2 separate regions of the Zea mays genome follow, and region 1 is linked to region 2. Evidence: chromatin contacts called from public Hi-C data. All regions are on one chromosome and are shown on one strand. Each heading gives the region's core, a stretch centred on a gene start, on an enhancer-like site or on the middle of the called end of the contact. The rest is flanking DNA. Distances are from core to core; before and after follow the strand shown.

Region 1 (4,089 bases), core at 1,164-3,663, 850 kb after region 2:
GACTCCTAAATGACATATTTATGTGATTCAAACACTTTTTGTACTTGGAAACACTGTGCGACAACATGAATTTAACAATTATGATACTTCTAGAGCTTCTGCTAATATAGAACCAAAATAACTCTCTACTGATTTGATAAAGGGAGAAAAAAATAAATAAAGCAAAGAGTTACACCTGAATTTTGAGTATAGAACAAAAAAAATTTATACCCAAAATTAAGTGTGTTACACCGTCGCTAGCTACCACCCGTAGTGGGCACGTCGCTGCCAGACGTTGCACGCGAATCGCCGCCGCACGTGAGCACCTAGAAGCAGTCTCGACTCCCGCGTCATCTTCGAGCACGGTCGCCGCATGCGCAGGGGTGGACATAGAGGGGGGCAAAGTGGGCCATGGCCCCCCTCAATTTTTATGACCTTTTATATATCATGTTTATTTACTGTTAAGTATATTTAAAAATAAAGATTTAGATAGGCTAAAACAGTTCTGTCATGGGTCTTCTCGTTAAATTAGTCTAGTTCTATCGACTCTCGTCCTTTTACTTGGTCTAATCCTCACATCTATTTATCTAGTCTTATTCTTTCCGACACCGTCGGAGCCATAGAAGGACCCCCTCAATTTTTTATAACCTCTTATACCTAATATTAACCTATTGTAAAGTATATAAAAATAAGGTTTGGATAGGCTAAAATTGCTCTAAGCAGTTCTCTCAACTTCCATCCTCTTTGGTCTAGTCCTCGCATCTATCCATCGGGTCCCATTTCTTCTTACATCCCGGCCTGCCGGGGCCAATCTGCCCAGGTGCTCCGTTCTTGACACCGCCGCCTCCTTCCTGACACCTGACGTCGCCCAGGCCGGCCCTAAACCACGTCGTGCCTTCATTGGGCCGTGCCGGCCCAAGCTTGGCCCGTATATTTGACTGCATAATATCAAAATATTACAACCACATAAAGTTCATAGCTTACTAAATTAAAGATATTAAACAATCCTATCATCATTTGATCACATAAACTCCAAATATCACAACAATATAAAGTCGATATCTTACTAAATTAAAGAAATTAAATAAATTGAGCTTAATTGGGCAGTGCCGGACCAAGCCCGGCCCATCTATGCAGGCCATGCTGGGGCCCGACGGGCCGGAATTTGAGGCCCGACCCAAGCCCACCTTCGGGTAGTGCTAGCACGGCCCATATTATTTCGTGCCGGGTCGTGCTTTGGGCTCCTTTTTCGAGTCGTGCTCGTGCTGGCCCGAAAAGCCCAACTCATATTCCCAGCAGCTGGAGGATGGAAACGAGCCGAGCCGAGCCGAGCTCGGCTCGTTGCCTGAACGAGCTCGGCTCGGCTCGTCCATTCCACGAGCTGGTGAAAGAGGCTCGGCTCGGCTCGCAAGCCATATTCTTGTACTTATCCTTACATTATTTGAGGAATTAACATTATATAAATTTAAAATATAGAATCATCATTCTACATTATTAGTAAATTAAATTATAACTTGTAATATATTCATCATCAAAAACTAAAAAATAAGCTATTATCCATAAAATTATCTAATATTCATTATTATTCTATAAATTGATCATTTTTGCAAGGCTCGCGAGCTGGCTCGCGAGCTGGAACGAGCCGGCTCGGCTCGGCTCGCTGTAAAAACGAGCTCGAAGAAGAGGCTCAGCTCGGCTCGTTCGATGCTCGCGAGCCGCTCCGAGCCAAGCCGAGCCGCTCCGAGCTCGAGCCGGCTCGCGAGCCTTGAGCTAATTTTTCAGCCCTAGCTGGAGACATCATCTGACCCCGTCTATTTCTCCGTGTCCGACCCTTCGAGGAGATCGATATTTGACAACATACGCACGACTTGATTCGGTCAGAAAGAACTTAGTTGTATATTTGCTTCTCTTCTTTGAACTTGTATGTTATATTGATAGATATGGAACTTGAATTTTATGCAACTATATTTTTTATCGTCTTGCTTAATTTTGTAATGTGGTTTTTGGTTCCCATAAATTTTGGTCCTGCGTCCACCACTGCGCATGCATCATGCGAGCAGTGAGAAACTTCATCAACCAACCGCCAACGGGAGGAATAGGGACGGAGGGTTGCCATAGAACCTTCCCTTGGGTTGCAGCCGGTAGAGGATAGCTGTAGCCGCTTATACCGTCGGAGGGGAAGGAGAGGGGTGTTTGCTTGAATCGGGGAAGTACGCCACCGAGCGGGGGCATTAATGTTATCGCGCGTGAGCGGTAGAGGCGGCGTGAAGACGAGGTCCTCACGTGTCGAGTAGGCACCGCATAACCGCATGATGCTCCCAGGTGCACTACCGTAAAATAGGGTTCCCAGTGAAAAGAACCGCAGCCCAATAGCCTGGCCTGGCCTGGCCCATCTATGGTACATACAAATACAATACAACCAAACACGCGAAGCACAATTGCAGCACGCCGACCTCCCCCGTATCCCCGCTTCTCCGCCGCCTTCCCGTCCTGCGCAACAACACGCGCAGCACAATTGCAGCACGGCCGTCACGCCGACCTCGCCCATATCCATCCCTGCTTCCCCGCCGCCCTCCCATCCTGCACATCCATCCCGCCGCCCTGCCGCTTTCTTTCACCGATTAATTTATTCTCTTTAAACCCCATAGGCCTCCAGCAAAGGTCCCAATCTCGTGCTGAGGATGGAGAACTGTAACAACGGACAGGCGGCCGCCGTATCCATGGACGATTTCAAGGTACGAACCCACCCCGCTCGCACGTTGTATTTGTCATTGGTACCGTTATACTCGTCGGATATTAAGTTGTTGGTGGTTTATTGCGTCGTTGGAAGGTGGTGGTGCCGGTGCATCCGCTGATCAGCCACTGGGTCTCAGTACTCCGCGATCGCTCCACCCCTTCCCACGCCTTCAGTAAGTGTTGTGCTGTTTCTGATTAGTTTTTTCTTTACCGCGTCGTACTTACTGTCAAAAATATTAATTTCAGGGAGTGCAATGGGGGAGCTAGGGAGATTGCTAATCTATGAGGCAACACGAGATTGGTTGGTATGTTCATAAATTTTCTTACCTAAAACTAGATAGGAATACTGCATTTGGTGGTGCCGGTGCAAGTATTCGATGTTAAAATAAATATCTGGTACATGTGGAAAATAATGATCAACGCAATGCGAAAAGGAAGCATGTAAAGTATTTTTTCCCTGGCGGACAGTAATGATGGATTTTATTTTGTTGAGTATGTTATCATTGAGATAGTTCTCCGCTTTCTTATGGTAGCCGACAGTAACACGGCAGATCCAGTCACCTGTGGGCACTGAGGTTGTTGAATCTGTCAGTGAGATGGAGCCAATAATGGTTTGTATTTCTTCTTCAGTATGTCTTTTATGCAAATTTGGCATTATTATTTAATTAATCCTGAATGTTATGGATATCTTTCAGATTGTACCTATTCTTAGAGCAGGGCTTGCACTTGCAGATCTCGCAACATCAATTTTGCCTTCAACTAGAACTTTCCATTTAGGTGAGAAAAAGAACTTTTGATTTGTTGGAAATAAACTCAATTTCTCACTTGCTAATGTTTGTAATGCAATATGTTTTTATGCTTTAACTTAAAAATAACATCATATTTGATCGAAACACTTTCTGCTGATGTTTATACAACTAGAATGTCCAGAAACACATAGTGTGCTTCAACTTTTTTTACCAGATAAATTTTGCACATAAAAATTGTTTCTAGTTTTCTAAATAAATTCGTTTATTTATTTAAGCATGCTTATTGATTACTGCTAACGTTCCTTTTTTACCTATACTAAATGAAGGTATGGCCCGGGATGAGACAACACTGATGGCCTCTGTTTACTTAAATAAGTGAGTGACTTTTTTTTTTGCATTTAGACGAAAATACGCCATTGATATGTTATAGTTAGACCACAGCAGTGGAGGCTCTACTAGAGTTATGTAACTCCATATGGGAGAATGGAATATTGTTTCATTAAAAATGTAGCTTGTCTGTAGTTAGGAAACAAACAGTGGAGGCTGATTAACATTCTTTAGTTAATTTAATTTCCTTGATGAAGAAGTCACTTCATCATACAAGGTGTTGGAACTACAATGATTA
Region 2 (3,949 bases), core at 631-3,130:
AAAAATACACGCGAAGGGGTATCGAGCGATCTCAACGATCATATCATAGATCAACGGCCAAGATCAGATCCCGCAGACGCGCGCGCGGGCGCGGGCGCTCAGCGTGCACTAACAGGTGGGGATGGGTGTCAGCGACCAGAGGGGAAGGCGGGCTAACAAGTCGGGCCCAGCGCCAGGGGGCGCAGGCGCTGACTGGCGGGCCCGAGGACAGAGCGCGGGTGAGGGGAGCAAATCTGGACATCTGGATTTGCATTAGACGGTCGAGATTAGATTGGTTCTAATTAAATCCTAACCGCCAGATCTCAGGTGAACGTTCGAGATCCATCGGCCAGCGTGGTCGGGATGGCGGGTCCTTGGTGCAGCGGCGCCTCACGACCTTGCGGCAGGATCTCGCCGGAGACGAGGGGAATGGCCACGATAGGGCTCTAGGTACTTGGGGAAGGACTTGGGCGCATTCAAGGCAATCTAGCGAACACGACCGTGGGCACAACGCCAGCGTGAAGGCACTAGAGGGCGCAGAACACAGTGGGATGGTCCCACGGTGGTGAATCTACTCCGGCGAGCAATCGCGCGAAGACCAGGGCAATCAAGAGAGAAATACGGGCGCGGGGAGGTTGCTCACCTCGAGAGGAAACACTGGAGTCCTGGAGCAACGGAGGAGACACAGTGACACCTTGGGTCGATGGTGGTAGAGCTCCGGCTGCACGGGGAGAACTCCGGTGAGCATGGACCGGACAGACCAGAGGGGCTAGGAGCGAACCGATGGGTGTCCCGAGTTGCTGATGGCGAGGCGGAACTCACCGAGGCAATGGGCGCGGCGCAGCTCAACGGCGGCCGTAGAACAGACGTTGGACTTTGGTGAGCGGCGGCGGAGCTGCCTGGATGCGCGCAGGGCGAGAGAGAGGGCGAGAGTGCTCGGCTGAGGGCACAAATGAGTAGGGGAAAGTGGGCGAGCGGGGTGCGGGCTCTAAAGGGGCGAGGGCGTGTGGAGGTGGCCGGGGATTGTGCGGATGTGGGCGCGTCCACGGCGGCAGAGTGGGCGGGAGGTTAGTGACTGGGGGTGGCTGATAGGCGGGGTTCGCGGTGCAGAGAGAGGGAACGAGCGCGAACGGACAGTCAGCACTGATAGGAAGGTCCCACGGGACAGCGAGAGAAAGAACGCGTGGGTGAGGACGGGTCGGCGCCGAGAGGCTTGGCCCACCAGGCAGCGGGAGAGAGAGGGAGAGAGAACACACATGCGCGGACGCGGGCGATTGCTAGCAGGTGGGGTCCACTTGTGAGGCGACGCGGGCGCGCGCGGCTTGGCTGGGCCGAGTTGGGCCGATTGGGCTGAAATGGCTTTTTCCGTTTTCTAGGGAATTTCTAATGCTTTTCTATTTATTTTCTCTAGGGTCTTCAATTCAAATTCAAACCAATTTTCAAATTCAAACTAAATCAAGCATGTGCAACAATTCAAAGAATATTTGGAGCTCGGCATAATGCCACATTTCATGACTCATATTGTTTTGACAAAATAAAATAATTAATCCCTCATTAATTAAGCTAAATCTACCCAAAAGAAAAAGAGAGAGAAACTAGAGAGAGAGAAGAGTAACACCTAAATTTGGTAGGTAATTAGAAAGAAATTTTATACCCCAAATTGAGGGTGTTACAATATTGCATCAAATGTGCCTTGCATGTCTTACCATACCTTTGATGCTTCATATGTGCTTACTAGAAATTTGGTAAGGCAGTGGCCAAATATGTTGGGCCCCTACTCAAGAAAACCGAGCATAGCATCCGTTTCCGTGGATGCCGGGATGAGTCTACCGGCCAACTCTACCCGCGTTGGACTCGTTCCTCGCCTCTTTATAATGATCGCTACCCCTTGCCATCCCATGAGCACCGAGAGCATCTCGCCGAAGCCACACAGAGAAAAGAGAAAGATAGAGAGAGAGACGGGGAAGAAGTATACACCGTCGTAAGGCATTCACAGAGGGTTTGGAAGAATTTGTTGAACCGCACCGCGTGTATTCGAGGAGCTGAGGAAGAAAGGTAAGAGATGACCCACCTAATCTAATATAGTGCGTCTATTTACCCCGTAATTATTTATGTGACCACGATCTAACCAATCGGATCGCGTCATGTCACTTATTTATGTGCAATCCTACTAAATTATTAAACATGTGATATATTTTGCGTTAGATGTCTGATTTATTTCATTCAAATTGTGTTATGTTTATATTAATTTTACGTACGTAGTAATAACATTATTTTAATCATACACATGTTTTAATTAAGTAATCAATTATTTGTTTAATTAATGTTAATTAGCTAGACAATCTAGTTAATCTAATTTATAGTTATAACTTACTCATTTTATAAATAAATGTTAAAGTGATTAATACTAACTCAAACATTTCAATTTAATACATGTTTAGTTTAAATGCAATATATGTTAGATCTCGTCTATTAGATTTATTATGCCTAAAATATCGTTTCATCCATAAGTTCTTCGTTTTAACTCCGAATTTAGTGGTTCTCGAACCTACGATCTCGTAGCGACGCGGAGATAACGATTCAACCGGGTGATTATGATCCGTCCGATTCCGATCCTGCGCGCTCGGGTTGGTTTCAGCAATTTAAGACATGTGCCGTAGATCTAGCATCTGGTGGGTGAGATTGAATACCGGTTCGTTTAAAGCTCAAACAAATCAGTGCCGTCCGGATCTAATCCAACGACCAAAACGGATCCATACCCTTCGCCGAGCACTTTTTCATAAGAAACCTTGGGAAATAGTGAAATAAACCTGCAATCCATAGGACTATTCACTGATTCTTAGGGAACTTGCACTGAGGCCCCTGCACTCTATGGTTTTCGTGTGCGCAGGCCAGGGGATGAGAAAATCCAGGAAAAGTAATAGAAAATGATTTTTAATGTAAAAATAACAGTTAGAATTTGTTTAATTCATATAAAATTTATATTGAGTCCAAATTAATCCATTCCAGTTCCTATAATTTTGTAATATTATTGTCTGTCAGACACTATTTTGACATGAAAGTCACATTAAAAATTTATCTCCTATTTAATCTTGTACAAACACATAGAATCTTTGGAAATTCATAATTTAAAATCTATAACTCCAAAATTTGTGATTCTTGCTCCTAGGATCTTATTTTAATGTGTAGATTATTATTATGTATTTGGTTTACATGTTTAATGTGATGTTAATTTTTTCTATATAATATGCTTGTTTGCATTGTGGCGAGTAGAAGAGCCAGTGGCTGAGGATCCCGGTGTTCAGCGGATAGAAGTTGATGAGCAGGAACTCGTTGAAGGCAAGTTGTGCCCTTGACCACTTTTTACCCAATAATGTTCTTCAATATCACTTATTCATTCATAGGTTTAATTTTGATGGGACCCAATAGGTCACCCTAGCCTGTATATCCTTTTAACTTGTTTATCCCTGAATCATTTGGGTAGTTTTACTATTGCTTTATATGGTTTTGGGTTAATATTTCATTATACCCATGTTCCAATTATTTTGTTATTTTATTTAAGTTCATGTCAAGATCATTATCTTTAATTGGAACATGGAGTTTAACTTAAGAAACACGTGCCACCACAAGGGTGGAATGGGACGCTCTTGGCTGACTAATTAGGAAAGCTAGTGGAATACTACCTTACCCAAAAGGGGCAAGGGCAGTAGGGGAGTAGGCATGTAGGGAGGTTCTCGGGTTGATTTTGCTGCGATGGCGGTCAGACGGGGGATTCCTACAATTGCTCTTCCCATAAACTGTAGCGGGTTTTCAAAAGCTAGTGGAACTTTGTAAAGGCCTCATAGTGGATCCCTAGGCATTCACCCCGGGAGTGTCTAAGGGCCTTGCAAACCCTGGCGACATGGGATACACGACTTGTGGGTACAGGGTACAACCTCTGCAGAGTGTAAAACTCGAGCTCACGGGCATG

Evidence for each region. Hi-C and Micro-C count contacts between places; a contact is called where the count stands out from the background.
Region 1: a contact with region 2 is called in a Hi-C map of bundle sheath, with 4 times the contacts expected there. The contact joins the promoter of LOC100286008 here to the enhancer-like site in region 2. A contact is called at or near these places in 4 of 25 Hi-C or Micro-C datasets (bundle sheath, ear, endosperm and 1 more).

The regions. Positions count from the first base shown.
Region 1 is chr10:45,702,380-45,706,468 of Zm-B73-REFERENCE-NAM-5.0, forward strand. LOC100286008 reads left to right here and starts at 2,414. Exons shown (of 11, transcript NM_001158896.2): 1 at 2,414-2,714; 2 at 2,810-2,888; 3 at 2,962-3,020; 4 at 3,249-3,326; 5 at 3,411-3,492; 6 at 3,791-3,839. The coding sequence starts at 2,661.
Region 2 is chr10:44,857,266-44,861,214 of Zm-B73-REFERENCE-NAM-5.0, forward strand. No RefSeq gene overlaps it. Among protein-coding and RNA genes, the nearest start is that of LOC109943050, 5.0 kb to the right of the region's middle. Within about 2 kb of position 1,881, at least 1 of the 20 cell types and tissues checked has an H3K27ac peak or open chromatin away from gene starts, as enhancers often do. A contact at or near this core is called in bundle sheath, where this site is marked.